Linked DNA regions of Sus scrofa: region 1 is linked to region 2. A link is a contact called in public HiChIP or PLAC-seq data. All regions are on one chromosome and are shown on one strand. The core of a region is the stretch at or near the end of the contact, and the rest is flanking DNA. Distances in the headings are between cores, read along the strand shown.

The links. HiChIP or PLAC-seq counts read pairs in DNA pulled down with a chosen protein or histone mark.
Region 1: a contact with region 2 is called in an H3K27ac HiChIP or PLAC-seq map of skeletal muscle, with 8 times the contacts expected there. The contact joins two enhancer-like sites. A contact is called at or near these places in 18 of 47 Hi-C or Micro-C datasets (adipocytes, alveolar macrophages, brain and 11 more) and 1 of 2 datasets of contacts at active chromatin or transcription factors (skeletal muscle).

Annotation. Positions count from the first base shown.
Region 1 is chr7:67,423,334-67,430,399 of Sscrofa11.1, forward strand. The region is part of intron 1 of AKAP6 (A-kinase anchor protein 6); the gene reads right to left. Among named protein-coding and RNA genes, the nearest start is that of AKAP6, 35 kb to the right of the region's middle. Within about 2 kb of position 2,253, at least 26 of the 83 cell types and tissues checked have an H3K27ac peak or open chromatin away from gene starts, as enhancers often do. A contact at or near this core is called in fetal skeletal muscle, skeletal muscle and subcutaneous adipose tissue, where this site is marked.
Region 2 is chr7:67,252,907-67,260,056 of Sscrofa11.1, forward strand. All of the region lies in intron 4 of AKAP6 (A-kinase anchor protein 6), which reads right to left. Among named protein-coding and RNA genes, the nearest start is that of AKAP6, 210 kb to the right of the region's middle. Within about 2 kb of position 3,990, at least 22 of the 83 cell types and tissues checked have an H3K27ac peak or open chromatin away from gene starts, as enhancers often do. A contact at or near this core is called in fetal skeletal muscle, skeletal muscle and subcutaneous adipose tissue, where this site is marked.

The DNA.
Region 1 (7,066 bases), core at 1,003-3,502, 170 kb after region 2:
TGGTCAGGGACCTGAAAGGAAAAGATACCAAAAGATGAGAGACAAAGATGCATGTAAATATAGCTGTGAGTATGAAGTGTGAAGGTTTTTGTATCATGTTAATGCCATCAGAAAGCATCCACCATGGAAAAATCACTGAGCAATTAAATAGGCAAAATGACTCAGTCAGCTGACATGAGTCAGCCTTTGCCATCAATGATCCTGAGCTAGCAAGATGGGCACAAGTCCACAATGGCAAAGATGAAGGCTACAGCTGGGCCCAACAAAATGAGTCCCACTTACCAAGGCCAATCTAGCTACTACCACCTCTGAATTTCCAACTTTGGAGATCAGTGCTATTCCTTGAGGAGGCCAACTAACTACTAGGTGGCAAGTTGACCATACCTCTTCCAGGCCAATGATTCATTCTCATATGAGTAGACACCTATTTGGAGTATGGGATTGAATTTACTGTCTGCAAAGCCTCAAGGAGCACCACTTTCCAGGGATCACAGTGTGCCTCTTCCATAGACATGGAATCCCAAAAAACATAGCATATGACCAGGAACCCACTTCACAATGAAGGCCATGTGCGGTGGGATCATGACCATGGAATACATTGGTCCTATCACACACTGCACTACACAGAAGCCACTAGTGTGACAGAGCAGTGGAATGCCCTCTTGAAGGTACAGCTGAAATAATAGCTTAGAAGTAATTCTCTATAAGGATGGAGTGCCATTCTCCAAGGATGCAGTTTAACAATAAATCTGCACGGCACTGTGTCCAAATAAGAATTCGTTAAGTCTGAAACCCGAAAAGTAGAAACTGTATGGCCCCATTTACCATCATTCTCAATGATTCACTGTGGGTCTGTTTCCCATCTTTATCACTTTGGGGTCTATAGGGTTAGGGATCCTGTTCCCCAAAGAAGATGCAGTTGCCAAGGGATACAGCTTTCTTTGATATTATATGTAACTTGCTAAATGAAGAGCCCCCTCATGCTCTTCAGTTTGAGATTTAAGACATAGGCAAGACATCATCAACTATACTTCTATAGCTCATGACTGGACAATGTGCGCAATGCAGAAATTGCATATTTGGGATCCTCTGTACATCTGGTTCCACCCCTATTTTATGAGAAGTTTGGGCATGAGAAAGGATTATCCTCTGGTTTAAATGAATGCTGCTTAGAAAACTGTCAAATTATTTAACCTGCCTTCCTCAAGGCTGTTTCCTGTATAAAGTCCCAGTTCAGTGAGAGATCAAAGAACCACTTGCTGCCTGGGGCCAGGGCTGTTTAGGTTGATGAGTCACAGCTTATCTGTTTAACCCTTTCCCATTTGCCAGATGTGAGTGACACTACCTCCATCTCTGAAAGCAGAAGAGGAAATACAGCATTATAATGAACATCTGAGATCAGATATTTAAAATAATTTTGCTGTACTGAACGGAATGTTAGAAATCATGTTCTTAATATGCAGAGGCTAAAGTGAAAGGTCGGTTTTTCTGCAGTGAATTAGAAAGTGAGCAGACACTGTTTGACTGTGTAAGGAGAAAGAAGGCAGCATTCTGACCACACCCTTCCTCCTCTGAAATTCCTAAAGCACTTATGATATTTTGTCCTGGTGAATAGCTAAGATATTTAAATTTTTGAGGCATGGGAGAAACTGAAGAATTAAGTCTCAGTGGCTCACAGAACCAAGAAAAAAAAGTGTTTAGATACCTTTTCTCCTTCTAACACAGTGTACAGTCAGGCATTTAAGGCACCTTCCCTTATGGTGAATTCTACAAAAACAGGGTCCAGAGTACATGTGTTCTATAAAATCATTCCTTCTAGAAGATTAATAATCAAAAAAAGTAACTAAGATATCTATTAGGATTCAAAAAGAGTAGCATTCCAGAAAGAGACCCTATTTTTAGAATAAACTTTATACTCAAATAGAATTGGGTCTGAAAGAGAAAGGTTAGGTTCCTAAAGATAGATGGGTTAAAAGTAGGAGAGTCTGCTTGCATCCCCTGAGTTGACATGTACTTGGCGTCTGATACATTCAGTTTTTGAGTCCAAGCCATTACTATGGTATAAAGGAGACAGTTGTTGGTTTTAAGGTTGTCCAGTAGAGTCTGAATTTCCTGGAAGGCCAAGGGAGGAAAGTTCAGGCCAAGCCAGCCTGTCTTTTCTGAGAGACAGCCAAACCTTAGTGACAATCTGATTTAGACAGCCAAGAAGTCTTGGTTTTGATCTTTTGTAAGGAAAAGTTGGGCCTCTGCCCAAGTCAATAGAAAAGGGAAAAGGCCAGGATGGGAATAAAGCCTGTGAGATGATGCCTGCGTACACGCTGGGTAGACGTGTCCAGTTTGAGGCCTCCTGCTTGCCTGCTTAGCCCTTAGACAATCACTGCGCTGCTGTTTCATAAGCCTTTACACAGAGCATATATTAATTTACTATATCTTTGTTATGCTGTTTTAAAATATATTAGAACAGTCCTACCGGCGACAGTTAAGTCTAAGCTAGACGGCAGGGCACAGTTGCCTCTCCAGAACCCTTTCCTGGGAGGTCCAAATCAACTCCTTGAATGTTTGGATGTTGGACAGAGAGAAGAGTAACCTGGCTGGGAGCCCAGAAATAGACAGCTGGGTTCAACAGCCCTATGGAAGCTGCTTTCTCTAAAGCATATTCCTGGAGAGGCAATATGGTATAATGGTTTCTGCTTAGTTCCCCATTCTGCCACATACTAGTTATATACATCCTGGCAAGTTCTTTTAATCTTTGTAAGCCACTCTATCCTTATCTGAAAAAAATAGGAATACACCTACTTCCTAGGAAAAACATAATATACAGTAAGTGGGTGACATCTGGGTTACCCTTTTATCAACAGAACAATGATTTGAGAAAAGGGAAACAGGGAAGTAATTCTTCATCTATGACTCTGTTCCCCAAATTGTTTAATAGGGGCATTATTACTATAGCCATTTGCTTAAAAAGACAAATGAGATGACAGATGTGAACCCCAATGGGAAAAAAACATAAGATAGTATCATTAACAGACGGCTAAAACCTGAGGAAACTAGGACATGGCTTTGACGTTTGATTGCGCCCTTTGGGGAGTATTATTCCTGAACGCTAACTTTCTGCTTTCTAGTTCTCCTACTATATAGGAAAATTCACATTTTCAATTGCTGTTGAGTTACATACTGAGATTGTAAGATTCAGGTAATGTTGAAATCTCATAAGCTCTTTCGGATAAGAAAAAAAATACAAACAAAAATCGACCAGGTGATAAAAAATGAATCTATCATATGTCCAGATGTTGCTAAGTTAACAAGCAAACCATAGTAAATTTTGATCGAGTGACCTAATTCTATCAGAAATAAGACCTCTTTCCTTTTCACCACACCTTGGGAGGGGGTGGAAGGGCAGGGGAGGGGGTTGATTCAGATTCAAGAGCTAACAGTCCTGCAGCGTTTTGGTTTTGGTAAAGAATTTTTTTTTCTACAGTTTACTGCCTTTTCTTGAAAATAATATACACAAAGTTCTAAATATTTACCAGATGATACAGATCAGCCAGGGTTTTCAGCCAAGTTTCAAACGTTTTATGAAATCACTTCTTGGACATGTTTCTAACAATCTGGCCCATGAAAATTTAACTAGGGAGGACTTTTCCACCTTCTTCACATGGCCTTTAGGTCATAAGCCTCTGTGTGTGTCCCTATGAAATTCATACCCTGCAATCCTGAGTTTTCTTGCTCATTCAGAAGCAGTGGTTATCAACAGATAAATATACAAAAAAAAAGTTTATTCTCTGGGAACATCTATTTCCAATGAAGACACCATGTGCTCTGGCTTCAGTACAAACCTATTTTCCCAGCTTCCACCTACTCAGATCTCAACTATCTGCCCTCTTAGCTAAATATCTTCTCAAAAATAAACCTCAATTCAGGTTTTCCATGCCAGCAATTTTCAATTCAGGTTCCACTGAGCCAGGTACCAAAGCTGTCTCAATCAGAGTAGCCCCACTTGTATTTTTTTCTTTACTCTTTATAATTTTATTTGAATTAAGGCTTTAAAATATTTGGGGGAAAAATCATGCTCTTCTGTAAGTACAACCCTCAATAAAGAAGAAAATAAGTTTCATGACTTCAATTACTACAACCTTTTAACTAATCATAGATATCAAAATGTTTCAAAAGTATTCTAAGCCTCTGAGAAACTTTCAGAAGAAACAAGGAGGCTGGGCCTTCACATCCTGTCAAGTTGCCTTGAGGATCTGGCTGCCAAAAATCTAAGTCTTCCCCTGGGAGTCCCACAGACACATCCTGCCGGGAAGGTCACATTCCATCAAGAACTCCAGAGGAAGAAAATGATCCAAAGGGGTGTGAAACCAGGCCAAGCGTGTACTACAGACAAAAACCCATCTCTTAAAGCAGCGACCCAGTTAGGAGACATTATCCTCATTCTACCACACTATTATTTTTGTGTTTCTATGTGGGTCACAGCACAGAAAAATCTATGGAGAATTTGCTAGGGAAAATGTGGAAGTTACAATGGAGGATCATTGACCCTAGTTCTCTACTGAATTGTCACATGAAGGAAAAGGTGACACCATAGGGAGTAAGTAGCAAACCACATTTGTTTTTAAAGAATTAGAAAACTGACTCACAGCTGCTAACTTTGACTTTTGCCATGCAAATATACATTTAACATGATAACTCTCCTCTCTTACCATCATTTTGTAAAAGGACATTTTAACACCAAAAAGTAAGGAGATTATGATCTCAGAGAAAAGAGGTATATCTTGCCTGAATAGATCAGTTGGCCCTCTTATACTAGAGCACAAGGAAGGGAGCCACCCTGCCCCTTACTTGAACTGAATGTTTTGTTTTGTTTCCACTTTAAACCAGTAAAAAGTACACCAAGGCAATCCCAATCAACAAACTGTGTACCCAGAATAATGAGGCCATAGGATACTGTGGTGCAGGCTCCCAAAGCAGCGTGGACCTGAGCTCAGCAGACTGGTAGGGCAATCCCTGTGAGATGACTCTAGCTGTGAGCCAAGGTGCCCCAACAGAAAACCCAGTGCATCCTGGCATCTTATAAGCTTTGCTGTGTACTCTGCCCAGCCCTGGGAGAGGGATGGAGGGGCCAGGAGTGCACACCCTCTTCCACACTGCAGTCAGCTTTCCAAGCTTGGTAATCCTTTTCCAGCAGATGGCAGAACACACACATAGAAAACTGCAAAGCCACCCAAGGTTTCTGCCTCTGGGTTGGTCCTGGGTACGATTTCTTTGAAAGTCTTGAGAGAAGAAATTTTGCAAATAAAAAGTCCCACACACATTCCACCCCAGCCGTGTTTACACAGTACTTAAGTCCTCACAGAGAGGCTGAAACTCTCTGCAAAGGGAAAGAGTGCAGGGTAAAGAAAGCCTGACCAATAAACTATAAAGATCAGGATCAACATCACAGAGCTGTTAGAGAGCCTAGCAAGGAACTCAGGCATTTTTAAAATTCTAAACCCAATCAAAGCTTTCATTAATCTCCATCACATCTGCTTATAAAGGTATAGTTATGAACTGTCTTTGCTAAAAAAGCCCAAGGATTTTACATTGCCTTTTTCCAAGGAGAAAAGTCACATAGTGTCCAAAGTTACTACGGATAATGGGGTCAGAACAGCCAAGAAAACTAATCTTTGTGTCTCTACTGAAGAGTGTTTTCACAAAAGCAAAATCATGTTTCAAGCTGAAAAAGTATTTCCTAAAATAAATTCTAATTGAATATTTCAGGCACAATAGTAACTAAGTAGGTCACTTGCTCTCCAGGATTCAAAGAATATTGGCTGTGGTACTCCATTTCCATCCTGAACAGGAGAGTTAAAGAGAAACACTCGACACAACCAGAAAATCCTTACCACAAAGCTCTTTATAGCAACAAGCTGCAGCTCAGGGATAGGATCTACAACCATGAGTTTGTACCATGAGTTTTGTAGGTAATTTTCAAAACTCCTTTGAACTCTCAAAAGTACCGGTAATTGAGCGTCCAAAAAAAGTCTGCAACAATCGTATCTGTTCTACCACCCTGCCTTCTTTAGAAATTGGACCCAGGAATATATGCTCTAGAAACATTTTTTAAATAGCCCAGACTTGACTGCCAAATCATGCTCCTTCTCCAGGCTCTCCTCCTTTGTTTTCAGAGTCTAATCTGGTTCTGCCCTCCTCCCCAAACAAGTATCCAGGTTCCTGGGGATGCTCCGTGCCCTGTTCTTTCCTGAATGCTATTTGCCATGCAAAACAGAACGGTAGAGCTAGAAAGGATCTGACAGAGGAACTAATATAGCTGCTTCCGCTGATGAGGAAACCCTGGCTTTACCTCAGGTCACAACTTGCCGGTGCCAGAGTTATCCCCATTCCTCCAGGTCTTATCAGGTTGTTCATTTCACCAGACAGTAAGTGTGGGGCCAAAGTATCTGACTTCATTATTACTCCTCTCAGAAAACAGATCTTTGTTGAACCAGGGGTGTTGGTTTGGAAATTTCAGGAAAGACCAGTTGGAGCAAACACAATTTTGAGCAGTGGGTACTTTCCATGTCCTCAAATCATATTCTTCCTGTAAACAAACCACACTTTAAAAATATGGAGGACTGAGCTATGGTCCCTCTTGGCAACTGTAAAGAATACAAGCTCCATGAGGGCAGGGACTCTATTTATACCTAGTGTTATTTCACACCCAGTACGTAGAACAGAAGCTGTCACTGAATAGCAGCTCAACAATAAACACTTGCTAGATGAACAAAAGGAAGGAAGGATGTATCTCTCTTCCATTCCCTCTATAGTCCATCTCTAACCCAATTTTGTTCCCTGTTACACTTAAGTCTAGTTCCTTTAATCAAAACTCTGTTGTCAGATAAGACTTATCAGTCGTTTATATTTTAGTAGCCTTTAATCTGCTTCCTGGCGTGTTTGGAATTTCAGTTTTCTAAAAAAAGCTTTTGCCCATTTGCAGGCCCTATCCATCCCCCTCTCCATGCACATGGCCAAGCTTTGAATTCTCTGAAAGTAAAGCAAATTGTTCACAGGAACATCTCCCTTCCCC
Region 2 (7,150 bases), core at 2,740-5,239:
AAGCTGAGGAAAAGACTGCCTCAGGATTCACAGACAAACTTCTTGGAATTCTGACCTTTCCCATACTGATCAGAGCACTGGGAAGAGTTACCCCAAAAGACAAAGAAAAGAGTCATCTCCACTTTTAAGATTGCATGATTTAGAGAGGCAGAGTCAAGACACAATCAGAGGATCAGAGGATCAAGACTGGATTCCTGATTTGGAACGTGTCCTGGAGCAAACATTCACCTCTCTAAGTCTCCTATCTTGGAGAAGGATAATGCTTTCACTGCAAAGTGTATAATAAAACTCATATAAATATTAGTCACTCTAACTTTTAAACCTTATATTATGAAAAACTTCAAACACACAAAAGCAGAGAGAAGAGGATGATGACCTCCCATGTACCCATCACCCAGCAATAACAGTTATCAATCCTTGGCCAATCTTGCTTCATCTATGTTCCCACCCACTCCCACCAACCTCTAGTTATTCTGAAGTAAATCCTGGACATCTTGTCGTTTTATCTGTAAAATATTTCGGTGTGCGTTGCTAAAAGACAAGGACTCTTCTTTTTAAACACAATTGCAATACCATTATTTAACCCCTAAAGATTAATTTTTTAACATTATCAAATAGCCAATCAGCATCCATATTTCCTCAGTATCTTGTTTGTATACTTTGAACTTTGAATCAGGGTCCATGCAAGTTCCACAACACATTGATTGGTTAATAGGGCTCTTAAATCTCTATTAATCTATAGGTTTTCTTTCTCCATCTCCCTGTTTTCCTTAGAAATTCTGTTGAAGAAATAAGGTTGTCTGCCTTATAAAGTTTCATATTTCACAGTCTGAGTTTTATTGATTGCAACTCTGTGGCATTATTTAACACATCCCTTCTCCCATATGTATCCTGGAAATTGTTGGTTAAGATCTAAAATCTTGATCATACTCATGTTTCTTTTTCTTTATTTTCCCTTTTGGCAAGATTAATTTATGGTTGATGTTGTACAGTTGTCAAGTGTTGCATACGGTTGTCTTTCTTTTTGTGATTTTTATCGGCCAATGAAAATGACTGCCAGCAGTTCTTATATGGACTTTGTCCAGCCACTTTTACTACTTAACACATATTCTCCAGTAGACTCCTTAGTAACTACTCAGGAAACAACACACCCTGATTTCTTGCAAATCTATCTGTGGCCTTTATACTTGAAGTTCTATTTGGCTGAATCCTTAGCTCCCCTTTTCTTTCCCCAAGTATCCTGAATATATTACTCCACTGTGTTCTGGCAAAATCATTAAAAAAATCAGCTGACAAAAATCTAGTGACCATCACATATTCTTTCCCTTATTCGTGACTTGGTTGTTTAGCCTGGATAACCATAGGATTTTTTTTTTCCCTCCTTTTTATAGTCCAATAGTTTTTCATTTTCTGGATAGAATTCCTTTCCAATACATAATTGTAAATCACTTGAAAATTTATTTCAAGAAAGTTTTCATGAAATAGAGATGTTAGTATTAATTCTATTCCACTGTTTTAATTTTCTTTCTTAGAGATTCCTATTACACATGTTTAATCTTCTTGGCAATCTACCTGTATCTAATACTTTCTCAAATCCTTTTAACTCTTTATTTTAATGAGGGGTAGTTTACATACAATGGAATTAATCTTTTTTAAGTGCAGTTGACCTATGAACAACACAGAGGTTAAAACTTATAGTCAGCTCTCCATATCCACAATTCTTCCACATCCTCGGATTCAACTAACCGTGATCGGTGAAGTACTATAGCATTCACAAAAATATCTGTGAATAAGTAAACCTGCTCAGTTCAAACCCACATTGTTCAAGGGCCAACCACATCATTTTGGCAAACTTTGGCAAGTATAAGTAGGAGTGTTTCCAAGATATAGAACATCTCCATCTCCCCCAAAATTTTTTCACACTTTCTTTGCGCATATATAAACTCCCAAAGTACTGGTCTGTTTTCCATCCTTATATTTTGCCTTTTCTAGAATATCATTTAAATGGGATCACATAGCATGTAGTTTTTTGTGTCTGATATGTAGCATAATGTTTTTGAGATTTATTCATGTTGATACATATATAATTAGTTCATTATTTCTATTGGTAAGTAGTATTTCTTTATGGAGAAAGGAAAATTTATTTATCTATTCATCAGTTAATGAGTACTTGGGCTGTTTGCATTTGGGGGCTATTATTAATGTCTTTCCTCCATATTTTAGATTCCTTAAGGTATTAGCTGTTGTGATTATTTGTCCTTGTATTCCTTTCTTAAAATCTTTATTCCTGAAATTTTTTTCCTTTTATTTCTAATTCTTTCCTAAGTTTTTTACCTCTGTTAAAATCTTCTTTTTCTTCAATCATCATACTTCTGAGTTCTTCCAATTCTGATTCATGTTTTTATTCCATAGCTTCTATCATTTTCTTAATTGCTTTTGGCTCAGTTGGAAATTGGGTGTCATTTTCCTGTGTTTTGTGGGCATATCTTTCTGGCATGCTCTCATTGTCAGCAAGTTATTCTGCTCCTTATTTTCCTTTTTATTTTAAAATTGAAGTATAGTTGACTTATATTAGTTTCAGGTATATAACATAGTGATTCAATATTTCTATAGATTACTTCACCAAGTTATTACAATACTATTGGCCATATTCCCTATTCTGTACATTATACCCCTGTAGATCATTTATGTTATAACTGATAGTTTGTACTTCTTAATCTCCTTCACCAACTTTTCCTATCCCTCCACCACTCTCCCCTCTGGCAACCACTAGTTTGTCCTCTGTAACTGTGAGTCTATTTGTTTTATAATAATTCCTTCATTTTGTTTTCTGCTCCTTAATCTCTCTTTTTTAAATAATAATTTTGGGAGTTCCCATCGTGGCGCAGTGGAAATGAATCCAACTAGGAACCATGAGGTTGCGGGTTCAATCCCTGGCCTTGCTCAGTGGGTTAAGGATCCAGTGTTGCTGTGACCTGTGGTGTAGATCACAGAGGAGGCTCAGATCTGGCGTTGCTGTGGCTGTGGCATAGGCCAGCAGCTGTAGCTCCAATTTGACCCGTAGCCTGAGAACCTCCATATGCCAGGGGTGTGGCCCTGAAAAGACAAAAGACAAAAAAAAAAAAAAAAAAAAAAAAAGAAAAGGAAAAGAAAAAACCTCCTAAGACAAGAATATACAAAGCTAAGTATAACATAAGCAACACACAATTATACAGCTTCCATCATTTGCAGAAAGTAAGTAACATTATTGTCTGTGAAGTTTATGAAGTCAGTATTTATCCTTATATTACTAAAAAAGAAAGTGATATACCTGAAATTTAAAAGCCTCAAGAGTAGGGCAATATTATAATTCTAAAGTGCTAATTACCACACTATATATAAAGATGTACATAATTGGAATGAAGATCTATTATCCTAATCTGAAGAATTCTTTTCTAAGTAGATTTTTCTCTGCTTTGGATTCCTTTTGAAAATGAAAGTAAATTTGATATTTGAACTGTTCGTACAACTTTAGGGCACTAGGAAAATTGCCATCTTGAACAAGTTAACTTTCTTTTATATAATAAGGTATATTTGCCAAGGCTTTTCATTCATACTAACTTGCTATAAGGTAGGCAGATTGAACAAGCTGGGACTTTGATCACTGGGGAATATCTGCAGCAAAATGGATGGAATCCCTGCCTTACAAAGTAAATTACTGTGATTTCCTAAAATGATGACCAGATCAGCCTTGCAAAGTTGGGAAAGGAAGGTTTCAGACAAGTGAACATAAGGGAAATGTTTAAATTTTCTCTTTTGTCATAGTTTGGGTCCCACTATATAATTAAGGTTTACAGCCTCTGAACAGAAATGAGAACGTCAACAGGAACAGTTCAGAAATTCATGTTTATGATGTAGACAAGAAGCATGTAGTCCAGAGACCAGGCCCCATCTGTGCAGCTTCACCAGGCGCCTGAACTTTATCAGGATGTCAGCCCCTGCAGCACACAGGGAAGAATTTCCAGTGTGGTCATCACACAAGTATCTTTCTGTTTGGTTTCACTCTCATTCAGCACTGTGTTGAAGTCTAAAGTTTGATCCCAGAGTAATAAGAAGCCTGGGATTTCTGGTTTTGCCTGCCCTGACCTAGTGCTGAGAATGAGAGAAAAGGGTATTCTCGCCATAGGTGCTGTTCAGAGAACTCTCAGTCAAGACAAGTTTCTTGTTAATGAGCTGCCTCTAGTCTACACCAGGGCCATTTGAGGGCTAAAATGTGAAGCAGCTAAGATAAGGTTTGGACTCCTGCTGACTTTACCATATCAGGTGCTAAAAATGCGCATTGGGAGGGAAGATTCAGGCCCACTCCCTCCCGGACTTGATCAAAATCTATTTCTTCTATACTGAGTTTTCTTAGGTCCTACTCAGTAAATGAGAAGGCCCTATTCTTTTTCTTTTTTCTTTTCTTCTTAGGGGGGCTATGCCTGCAGCATGTGGAAATTCCCAGAGCAGGGATCAAACCTGGGCCACAGCAGCAACACAAGACACTGCAGTGACAACACCGGATCCTTAATCCACTACAGATAAGGCCCTATCCTGTAGACTACCTCAGTGATTCCACAGTGCTGGCTTCACCAGGAAAACTCTTTTGTTAGCCATCTCATTATAGCAAATCCTTTCCCATCTTAAACGCCATATTCTGAAAGACTCTACCTGTTGGAAAAGCTAAATTTATTTATAAATTCTTATTTTTTCCATTTTTCTACTTATCCAATGACAAATACAGTTGTTTCTCAGAGCTCCCTGACCAATATGAGTAAGTTACCTCATGGGCTTGATAGAATTTCAGACAGAAAGCAATAAAAAAAAACAGGGGGGTAGGGGGTCAGTCTCTGAAACCATACCATGTATAAATGTATAATCTATTAAAATTTTTGGAGTTTCCAAAGTAGTTTGGATATCACAGCTTGAAGATCATTGATTTTTTTTTCATATTAAATTATTTATCCTAATATGTATTATTCTCTCCTCTTGAGTAAGACAATATCTTTCTTTGACTAAAATGAATATAATTATTAGCACTAAAGAAGAAGCAAGTCCATTAAGAGTTATATTTGAAGTCCATGGACATGATACCGTTTTCTGACTCTGGTGATGACTAGCCCTGCCACCCACAGATACATGACAATTCAAGGTATCTATTTTGAAATAGTTATTTTGACCCAACCGTTCGACAAACCATCACTAAACCATAATATTATCTTGGTTGATTTAGATTTCATATCTATCAAAATTATTTGTTTCAATTTGAGAGCATGATTTATTTGATAAAGGCTTGCTATTAGCTAGCCTTTTTTTTTTTTTTTTTTTTTGGCTGCACCTGCAACATGTGGAAGTTCAGGGCCAGGAATCAAACCACAACAGCAACCCAAGCCACAGCAGTGACAATGTTGGATTCTTAATCAGCTGAGCCCCCAGAGAACTCATTGAATGTTTACTTCTGAAAATAATTGTATTTGGTGATTTTTTTACATAGTATTATAGCTTTTTACTCTGTATTTTGAGGTTTGGTTTTTGTAAAAAGAATTTTGGTCTTTGCTTTTTGCTCTATTTTTTGGCCACACATGCAGCAGGCAGAAGTTTCTGGGCCAGGTATGTTCCAAACCCAAGCTGCAGCAATGACCTAAGCCACAGGAATGACAATGCCAGATCCTTAACCACTAGGCCACCAGGGAACTCTGCTTTTTGTTCTAACTATGTTTCTATAAAGATAATATTTCTACTTATTTTTATTTCTTTTTTGTCCTCATCTGCTGTTGCAAGTTCTCAGGCCAGGGATTGAACCTGAGCCAAATCTGAGCTGCATCTGCGCCCTATACCACAGAAGCAGCAATGCTGGATCCTTAACTCACTGTACTGGGCTGGGGATCAAACCAGCAACGCCAGAGTCAAGCCGGATCATTAACCCACTGAGCCACAGAGGGAATGCCTATTTTTCCTCCTTTTGAAAGGTTTGCTCAATTAAATACTGTGGCACTGTATGTCATTAAAAGACTGCTCAGCAGTAAAATGAAACCATGGTGGTGGGAGTTCCCATCGTGGCACAGCAGAAACGAATCCAACTAAGAACCATGAGGTTGTGGGTTCGATCCCTGGCCTCGTTCAGTGGGTTAAGGATCTGGTGTTGCCATAAGCTGTGGTGTAGGTTGCAGATGAGGCTCGGATCTGGCATTGCTGTGGCTCTGACGTAGGCTGGCAGCAACAGCTCCGATTAGACCCCGGGCCTGGGAACCTCCATATGCTGCGGGTATGGCCCTAAAAGGACAAAAAAGACCAAATATATATAATTTATAATTATGTTTTTTATAAAAAAACCAAATATATATAATTTATAATTATGTTTTTTATAAAAAACCAAATATATATAATTTATAATTATAATTATGTTTTTTTATAAATATATATATATAGAGAGAGAGAGAGAGAAAGCGCTAAAATGAAACCATGGTAAATGCTGCTTTTCATATAAAATATTATGATAATATCTAGACCAATTTCCATGAATTCTATTGGTCTTGGAATTATTATTGTACCTGCTTTTTATGATCAAATAGCCTCACGCATTTCTCACATCTTGAAAATGTTAATACTTACCCCTTTTTATGTTTTGAAATGCATGTATTTCTGCCCTTTCTTACACATGTTCCTCCACTACTAAAAAAAAAAATTTAACCTCTCCCCAAAAAAACCCCAAAACTTCAGCCCTTAAGAATGATGAGATAAAGTTAACAACAAAATCTCTTCCTCTTTCCCTTCCTCTCATCAAAGTGGCCACTCCAGAATGTCCTGTTTTGACCAACCACCTTCTCCAACCGGCTCATTTAATATAGGCATGTGGACAGTAAACTCAATCATTTGTTTGGAATTTATACTTCATGTACTTCCAAAGTAGGTTTGGGGCAGGTTACAGACATTATGTGATTTAAAAATAGGACAGCATTGATGAAAATAGACCAGAGTTTCTCTAAAGGAGAAAAAAGGAACATTGTTTTTTCCTCTACTATGAATATCACAAAGGAAAATTGTGGAGCAAATAAAAAGGAGAGAAGCAATTTTCAAGGAAGACATAGAGTAAATCATGTCTGATGACAACTTGGCAAATACACTAAGACAC